2 separate regions of the Zea mays genome follow, and region 2 is linked to region 1. The links are chromatin contacts, called in public Hi-C maps. All regions are on one chromosome and are shown on one strand. Each heading gives the region's core, a stretch centred on a gene start, on an enhancer-like site or on the middle of the called end of the contact. The rest is flanking DNA. Distances are from core to core; before and after follow the strand shown.

What was found. Hi-C and Micro-C count contacts between places; a contact is called where the count stands out from the background.
Region 2: a Hi-C map of tassel shows a contact between it and region 1, with 2.6 times the contacts expected there. The contact joins the promoter of LOC103650682 here to the promoter of LOC100273004 in region 1. A contact is called at or near these places in 7 of 25 Hi-C or Micro-C datasets (bundle sheath, ear, endosperm and 2 more).

What each region holds. Positions count from the first base shown.
Region 1 is chr3:145,620,231-145,624,922 of Zm-B73-REFERENCE-NAM-5.0, reverse strand. LOC100273004 reads left to right here and starts at 2,297. Exons shown (of 11, transcript NM_001147454.1): 1 at 2,297-2,749; 2 at 2,829-2,876; 3 at 3,597-3,647; 4 at 3,884-4,003; 5 at 4,452-4,597. The coding sequence starts at 2,647.
Region 2 is chr3:145,803,964-145,808,655 of Zm-B73-REFERENCE-NAM-5.0, reverse strand. LOC103650682 (ABC transporter B family member 20) reads right to left here and starts at 2,594. Exons shown (of 11, transcript XM_020550329.2): 1 at 1,827-2,594; 2 at 1,626-1,680; 3 at 1,365-1,540; 4 at 1,084-1,284; 5 at 55-314. The coding sequence starts at 2,216.

The DNA.
Region 1 (4,692 bases), core at 1,048-3,547:
TTCTTCCATTATACTGTCCATAATCTGCCTGTTAACCTTCGGTATTTTGACGACTTGCAGCACGAGGAAAAATACAGTTTGTTAGGTTTGTTGTATAGAGCTTGTACCATAGGTAATCAAGTGAAAAACACACCGTCATCAGAAGCAAATAGAAGCAGCAGTAGCAAGCATAGCTGCAGAAGCAAGCAACAGCAGGAAGCAGAAGGTTGCTTCTCTGCCTCACCCACGCACACGAGTACACGACCAGCAGTCTAGCACCACTGTGTCAGGAGAATTGCAGAAGCAGCAACAACAAGCAGCCCTATTCACAATATAAATAGCAAAAGCAGCAAGAAGCATCACCAGGCAATGAGGCAGCAACAAATAGCCTTGTTCACACTATAAATAGCAAGAGCAGCAAGCAGCAAGCAATGAAAGAAATGAAAGGACTGAAGCTTGCAGGGGAGTCAAGTGGGTTCCCAATTTTAAAGAATTGAAGCTATGCAAACTAAAATTTAATGACACCTATTTATAGTGGAGTAATTTCATATTCTGAAAATGTACGATCAAGAATTAATATGATTCAACTTGTCTCATCATAAATTGGAAACCATAAATTAAAAGGGTAAAATAAAAATTAATTTGCATGTATACCAAACGCTGCAATGTGATCTCTATTGAAGGTCTCAGGTCCACGTCCCCTTTGAAGTATACCAACTCGCATCCAGACAACCAGTCACACTATGAGATCTATCCCATGGTGGGCTCCTCTCTGGGATGTCCGATACTTGAGAAGAAGAACCAAAATCAAAGGAAAAAGAGGTTAGCCTATAACAGTTAACATGACCGAGGAAGAAACTAAGTACAATTGTAACACAGATTTAGTTGACCCCTTTGTAGAGCAAAGGTTTGAGTAAAACAACAGATAACGCGCACACCCAAGGAGGCCTTGGCAAGATCTAGGGCACGAACGGTCTGAGCAGCAAAGCGAAGGACTCAGACAGTAAGGATCTAAAAATGCCAAGAGGGGAGGGAGAGCACAGAGGGAGGCATGTAATAAAGTGAGACGAGGTACTTCCTCTGTTGTCGCGGACCAGAGAACAGCGTCGGAGGCTCGGTGCCCATGCCGCGACAGCGCAGAAGGCTGGAGACGCCGTGGATCCGTGCGGCGTCGAATTCGACGAGGGGAACACACCAGCCTACGACCTCTCCCGCAGTAGCTGCGTGTGGGTCCGCGCGTAACCAGGCCTAGCATATCAGCGGCAGAGCGCCTCCGAGGCGAAGCTGGCCGCGGCAAGCCAACCTGCTGATAAGAACGAAGTCCGACGTGGGCGGAGCACGACCGGGTTGGAGCGGATGCGGGGCCCGCCTGCCAGATGCCAGCGCCTCTCCCGGAGAGCCGGCCGCATGTGGCCACGCCCACGCACAGCGACGGATGCGAGCTTCTTGCGCGGGGAGCTGACACAGCGACGGATAGGGGAGGGGAGGCGAGACGCTAAGACACGTGCGTAGGAAGCTCACGCGACTGTCACGTGGGGCCGATCTGGTGCGCGTGAAATGCGGACAGGCCTCCAAACCAGAGCGGCTTTTAAGACTTTAGATGGGCCGATGGGCTGGTCCGACACAGTCAGCAGGCGACATGACGTGTCTGGGCCAGAGTTGTGGCCCGCGGGCGTTTGACCCGACCTACTACACCGTTTTTCAATATTTTACGATGATTTAATCAAATGGGCCGACAGAGTTGTGGCCCGCGGGCGTTTGACCCGACCTACTGCACCGTTTTTCAACATTTTACGATGATTTAATCAAATGGGCCCACTGGTTAACGGGCTGGTCCGGCACAGTCAGCGGACGGGCATGACGTGCCTGGGCCAGAGTTGTGGCCCGCGGGCGTCTGGCCCATACCGGGCCGCCGTTTGACCATCTATAGGCATGTAACAGATTAATTTGAAATAGCTGTGACAGATTATTTGTAAAAAGATAACGCGGGACGACCGTTAAAACTGGTGCTTTAAGTATAGTATAGATTAACTTAATTGATCTATATGTCTAAATTATTATTATTAAAATAAAATTCAATTCTAAGGGTCTATCGGGACCTAAGTATGTTTTGAATTCTAATTTACGAAATCAACATTATAATAACTGGCAAGAATTTATTTTGGAACGCAAGTTCATATAAAAATGAACTGATTTATATGCTATATGATTTCTCTGAAATTCTAGCATTTTAAAGTTGATCTAAAAGTGAGAAGCATATTGTTTTGGGTCCGGAAAATAAAATCCAATTTTCTCAGTCTCGAGCGCCCGCGTCCCTCGCCCCGTCGCGACTTCGCGAGTCGCCCCGTCCCAGGCTCCCAGCGACCCCGCCCTCCGGCAGTCCGGCGCGGGGGCTCCTCTCCGATCCGGTGAGCCGAACGAGGACCCCAACTCCCCGAAGAAAGCGGCCACAGCCAGAGCCAGGGTGGCTCGGCTCTCCTCTCACAGACTGCGCCGCAGCGCCTAGCGCTCGGCTGGCAGCCGCCCCGGCCGGTCGGCCCCGCCCCTGCTGCCTACATCCGCCTGCAGCCAGAAGATCTGCCTCCAGCGACCGCCCTGCCTGCCCTTGTGGCTTCTGTGGTTCTGCACACCAGCACACGCACTTGTCCCCAAACAACGGCGGCGGCGATGAGTATCTCAGAAGAGCTTCCCGGCGAAGGATCTGACGGTGAGGAGGAGGTCTTCATCAACGAGGAGGACATCATCCACGAGATAACCATCGACGAAGAAGGTTGATCAACCGTGCATAGTCTCCCTTCTACCTACCTTCCATCGCTACAGCGGCTTATTCGTGCTTGCCTTACCTTCAGATCTCCCCGACCGCGACGACGAAGATGACGACGTCGTCAACGGGATGGGTAGGGGTGGATTTTGCTTGGAGCTGCAGCTTTCAGTCTATGCGAGTGTTTCTTTATCTGTTTTTTCCATTTATTCGCCAGTTAGCCTCCCAGATAGTTCTTGAGGAGATTGATATATTTTTTGTTCTGACATAGTGTGGAATGATTTGTATATTCTAGTGTTATCTAATGTTCTTGTATCACTTATTCGTTTGACACGTGCCTCCTAGCTTGGCTGTTCTAGACTTCCAATGATGCAGTGGCGAAGCTGGAACAAAATTGACGAGGATGCATTTGGCTTTGTGGGTACATAAGATTTTTTTCTAGGAGTGCATATATGTTGAAATCTTAACTAAATCTATAGGATTTGTGAAATCTTAACTAAATCTATAGAATTTGGCATTTTCTCTGTGCGCTCGTGTGTGGGGGTGGGGGGTTTGCATTTGCATCCACTTGGAGTAACCTAGCTTCGCCCTGCAATGATGCATCAGAATGAATTACGATCAGACAGTGCAACTGGCTAATTCTGTATCTATGTCTCGTTAACTAGCACAGTTAGCTTCCTTTGTGTTACATACTAAGTTATTTTATTGCTACTAGTTCCATTGGCATTCCACAAAATGTTGTTTCTTGTCCTTCTGAAATTTTAATTTAGAAACCTTCAATTGATGTTTCATGATGTACATTCTAAGTCATTCAGTGATGCTTCATTATCCAATCTAATGGCTATTTCGTTTCCAGTTGATTCCGAAGACATCGATGATTCTACATACGCATTTCAAGGCCACCAAGGCAAGTTGGTACACAAGAAAAATGAAGCTTGCAATGCTTTTTTGGTGCCGATATTTACATGCAATATGGTGCAACGATTTTCAATTTATAACCACATTTTTAGGGCTCCGTGGAAAATTTGGATAGCTAAGCCCATGTTTCCTACCCTAACGCTAGTATCCTACACATCTTAGCGCCTTTCTTCGATAACTATGCTAATACTCCTTTTATTGTTCCTAACATTTTTCTCGGTACAGATGAAGTCTTCATTGTCGCCTGCAGTCCTACAGATTCATCACTTGTGGCTTCTGGAGGCAAAGATGATAGGGGATTCCTGTGGAGGATTGGATCAGAAGAGGGTGCCCTGGAGCTGACTGGTATAATTCTCTTTGTTTTTTTTTGTTAGATGGCAATTATTATCGAAATATCTCTTTACTAGCTCTGAGATCTTCATGCTTTTATTTGTTTTGTATGTGAAATACACCCGCCCGCTCTTGATTTGTTTGAATTCATGTATTTTTTGTTCTCTTCACTCATTATTGTTTATATCCAGAACATTACATGATATGAACTTTGTTCTTGTCATGTATATAGTGATGGTACATGTATCATGTATGATTTTCCATATTTGGTATTGTGCTCGAATTTCATGTCATCTAGATCTTCTTCATGGATGTAATTCACTAGCTAATTTCTATGCTTTTCCTGCATTTTACATCTGCTATTAGTTAGCCTCTGCTCATGTAGTATTTTACTATTTTCCCATGTTGTTGACTTGCAAACTCAGAAGTCAGGAAACTTACAGAATAACTGTTCTTAATACAGGACATAAGGATACTGTCGGCACAGTGGCTTTCAGTTCAGATGGAAATTTGTTGGCTTGTGGAAGTTTTGATGGGCAAATAAATGTGTGGAATACAGCTACACGAACTCTCAAGGGAACCCTTGAGGGTTCCGGGTCAGGTTTTGAGGTGAGATATTCTGATCTCATTGAATTGAACTTATTTCTATTGTGAAACCCTTCCTTAGTACATCACTATCCAATGATTAGTCTCAGTGTAACTTA
Region 2 (4,692 bases), core at 1,345-3,844, 180 kb before region 1:
AGGGTACATTTTTAAATTAAACTAAAAACAAACTCTTAAAATCTACATTCTTACAGTCCACTCAAGATAATAGCAAACAGTGCTACTACAACTTCACCACCATTAGCTCTTCCATGAGAGATCAGGAACCTCCCAACCCAAAGTTGTAAGGCACAAGAACATATGGCAAGGCCATATGTAAATCCAAGACCAAGACCTTGCACCAAACTTATAAGGATTCCATAGCGCAGTGTTGCTTGAAGTGAAGTAGCATAAGAATATTTTGCAAGGGTCTCATTTGTGAAGGAATACAAGGTCCTAATGTACAAGATTGCCTGCAAAATAAGCATTGATGCTTAGTTTATTTTTGAGCTTCCAGTAAACCAGTAGAACAGAAACAGTGGATTTTCCTAGCTAAAATAATGCACCAAGTCGTTGCCTGACTTAAAACAAGTCTGCACTCTGCAGTTTTCAAGGCCTAGGTGCTCCATGCAGACATTATCCTATATACATCTCTGTGTGTGTGTGTGCGTGTGCGGGCGGGCGTGTGCTTATTTGTTTCTGTTACCCTTGTCTTGTGGCGCTTTCAAAATTCAAGAGGCAATCTTGTGAGAAACCTAGCCTAATGATGCACCCCTACAAGCAAGTTCAACAGATCCTTGAGTCTTATTATGCGACCATACATATAGGTGCAGTTTGGTGGATGATTTAATAATAGACATTAGATAAAATCTTCATTTTGTCCAATCTTCGAACCTGATTGTGCAACATCATGTTAACTGAATAAAGCTTGCTTTTTAAAAATAAATTTTAACTTGCCAATATTGTGTCACAACCATAACTAGTATCATGGAGAAAATGTAGATAGCAGAAAGAAATATCTTCAGTCCAAACATGCTCTTCATTGAAAAATAATGACAGTTTTGAGAAATATTTTCAATCCATCTTAATAGTTTATCCTTGTTTAATGACCCAGCATTGAAAACATTTTTCCTGTGAAATTACCATTCAGAGTTTCAAGCTTGATTGTGTAAATATTGTTTGTTTTGAGGAAGTCAAAAGAAAGAAAAGGTACTCAAATTGCAAAATCAGTATGCCACACACCTGTTCAGCAATGCTTGCTGCGTCACCATAAGCATCCTGAATATTTTCTGCAAGCCTATGGAGAAATATATTTGATATTCCTCCTGCAGCAACGATGAAGGGCCCAGTTGCTAATGTCAATAAAGCTATTTGCCAACAGTTGACCAGACCAATGACAAGACCACCGAAAAATGTAGCCATGTTGTGAATGTAGTTTCCAACCTAAAAACGACAAATCACTCAGTAACCATATATATGTGACAGACACAAATGAGCATGGAAGGTTTGGCACAAGAACTAACTTTCTCACTCAGAGCTGACTGAATGAGCAAGACATCACTCAGTACTTGACTGACAATATCACCGTTGTTGCCGTATGTATCAAAGAAACTCATGTCCTGGTTTAAGAGGACTTGAACATACTTTGATCTAATCACTGCCGTCTGTCTTTCCCCGGTCAAAATCCAGCACGAAACCTCTGTAGATGTGAGAGATTTGGTAGATTTACTTCCACTCTTGTTAACATATCATGCGACAACCAAACATGTATAAACTCGTCTTACCTATCCATGCGGCAAAGAAAACGCCAATGGCTATATAGAGGAAGTACAAAGCGTGCTGCAGAGGAAACAACTGCTATTAGGGAACAGCTCAAAGAAGAAGGAACGATTAGGAGGTAGAAAAAACGTTGTTTATGTTGTTCTCAGGTATAAGTAGCTAACAGGGTGGGTAAGAAGAGGAATGAAGAGCGCATATGCAATTGCCTGGTTGATATCGTGGAAGAGGTCGTGGGTATGCCGCCCATGGGCATGAAGCGAGTTGATGGCTTTGCCGAAGAGGTGGAGGTAGACGACGAGCGCGACTCCGTGTGCAGCGGCTGCGAGGCTGCCGGCGACCATGAGCGCCCAGTCGAGGCGGTCGGCGCAGGCGAAGAGGCGCTTGAAGGGGACAGCGGCGGGCGGCGGGTCCGGGTCGTCGTCGGCATCGTCTAGGGGCGGTTGGGCATCGTCGTCAGGCGGCGGAGCGCCGTCCCCTCCGAGGCCGAGGTCGGCGGCGTAGGGGGAGGGCGACTCGGGCGGCTCGGAGGTCTCGGAGACCGGCGTGAGCGGCTGGACGTGGGGCGGGGACCAGCCGAAGAGTCCCCGCGAGACCATGGGCGCCGGCCGGAGCAGAGCTAGCTAGGGTTGCTTAGAAGTCAGTGGACTGCGTTTGCGGCGAGGGTGAGAGATTTGAATAGCATGCGACGCGACTGGGAGACTGGGTCCGGGAAGGAAGGAGGGAGGCAGAGAAGCAGTTGCGGTGTTGAGTTCAGTGGAGGTGGCCGGATGGGTGGGTCACCAAGGGAGCTCTGGGGATGCGACGACACACCGCGCGGCCGCCGGATCGCTCGGGGGACGGATGAGCGTTGGCGGCGGCCGTGGATCGATCAGGTCGGACGCTGCCGGCGGGACGGTGGCGATCGCTGGTGTTGGCTGGTTCGGTTTTTTTTTTTTTGTCAGCGCTAGGTTTAAAAACTGTAGACCAAATCACGTACAGCACGAAATAATTCGAACTAGCGTCGACTAAGGTAGTGTTTGGTTGAGGAGCCAAGTATAACGGAGCCGTTCCATCCCAGATTCTAGGAACGGAGCCGCTCTGTTCTGTGTTTGGTAATCTGGAACGGAACGACTCTGTTTTTTGTTTGGTTTCAGAGTGAACGGAACGGAGCGTGACTGTGAGAGCGGGATGGGAACGGAGCGGCTCCGTTCGGTTGATTTTTTGGAGTGGAATGGTTCCGGATCTGAGGAGAATATTCCCTAATTGGAGCCATTCCGTTCTAGTTACTTTGTAACCAAACAACAACAAAACTGGGACAGAACGGCTCCATTCTACTTGGCTCTTCAACCAAACAGTACCTAAAAACGGGTTTAGACACAAATTCTAGCACGAAATAAAACATTTAGTTATTTATAAGATTTTTTTCTTCTTGGTTTGACTCCCCTTACATTCAAAATAGCTTTTAGAGCATCTTCATTAGTTTCTAAAAAAAGATTCTTTAAATTTAGATTTAGCAAAATGCTAAACATATATTAGGGGAAAACAAGCTAGTCTCTAACATTTTTTTATTCTTAGATTATTAAATATTTTTAAATTATACTAACTTAGTTTTTCTAAACATATATTAGCAAAATGATAAACATATATTACTAACTACAGCTTCAAATTTAGTTTTTGTCCCACCTGGATTTAAGGACAAATTTAGTTTTTGTCGCACCTTTTCTATAATTAATTTTTGTGGTTGATGATCAACACAAACACGTGGACTAACTATTTTATCTAGAATTCATGTATTACAGGTGCATAAGGTTCAACACAAACCAATATAAAAGGTTGTTAGGGACTCAATTTGAAAGAAGCAAAAGGAATTGAGTGTGCTAAAGTTTGGCCCACCGGACAGTGTCCGGTGCACCAGGACCGTACAGATGTCAACAAGCCACTCTCGGGAATTCCAGGACGCGCTCCACTATAATTCATTGGATTGTCCGGTGTGCCACCGGACTGTCCGGTGAGCCACCGGAGCAACGACTATCTGCGCCAACGGTCGACTCTGATAGCAGGAACAGTGCAGTACCGCGCAGAAGTCAGAGCAGCAGAGTCATAGGGGCATCGGACTGTCCCGTGTGGCACCGGACTGTCCGGTGCCGTAAGAGGACAAAGCCTCTAACGATCGACCAGCTCTGAACCCTAACGGTTGGGTGACGTGGCGGCGCACCGGACAAGGAACAGTGTCTGTCCAGTGGCGGACCGGACTGTCCGGTACGCCCATCGCCAGCAGCCTCCCCAACGGCTACCAAGGTGGTTCAGGGCTATAAATACCCCCAACCACCACAACCTTTGGCATCCAAGTTTTTCAGAGATCACATTCAATACAAGAGCTAGTGCATTCACTTCAAGACAGATTTCCAAAGATCAAACCCTCTCCAAGCCTTGAGTTTAACTCAAACATTTAGTGACTTGTGAGAGAGTGTGTTCGTGTTCTTTTGTGCTCTTGTTTCTTGGATTGCATTTCTTCTTTTTCATTCTTGTTCTCAAGTGACTTGTAATCAAAGCAAGAGACACCTAAGTGTGTGGTGGTTCTTACGAGGTCTTAGTGACCCGATTAATTGAGGAGAAGGTTCACTCGGTCTAAGTGACCGTTTGAGAGAGGGAAAGGGTTGAAATAGACCCTGTCTTTGTGACCTCCTCAACAGGGACTAGGTTCTTTGGAACCGAACCTCGGTAAAACAAATCACCGTGTTCACTCGCCTTTATTCTTGTTTGATTTGTTTTCCCCTCTCTTTCGGACTTGAATTTAATTCTAACGCTAACTCTGGCTTGTAGTGTGTGTTTGAAGTTATAAATTTCAGGTTTCGCCTATTCACCCCCCTAGGCGACTTTCAATTGGTATCAGAGTCAGTGCTTCATTAAGAGTCTAACCAACTTGAAGTGATGTCTGGAGATCACGCCAAGAGGGAGATCATGACCGGCGACAAGTTCGCAAGCTCGGGATGACTCTCTCAAGGGAGTCCGACAACAAACACGAGGAGGAATCTTCTTCCTCCATCAAGTCGCATCGGAAAGGTGACAAGAAGAAGAAGATGAAAAAGGTGG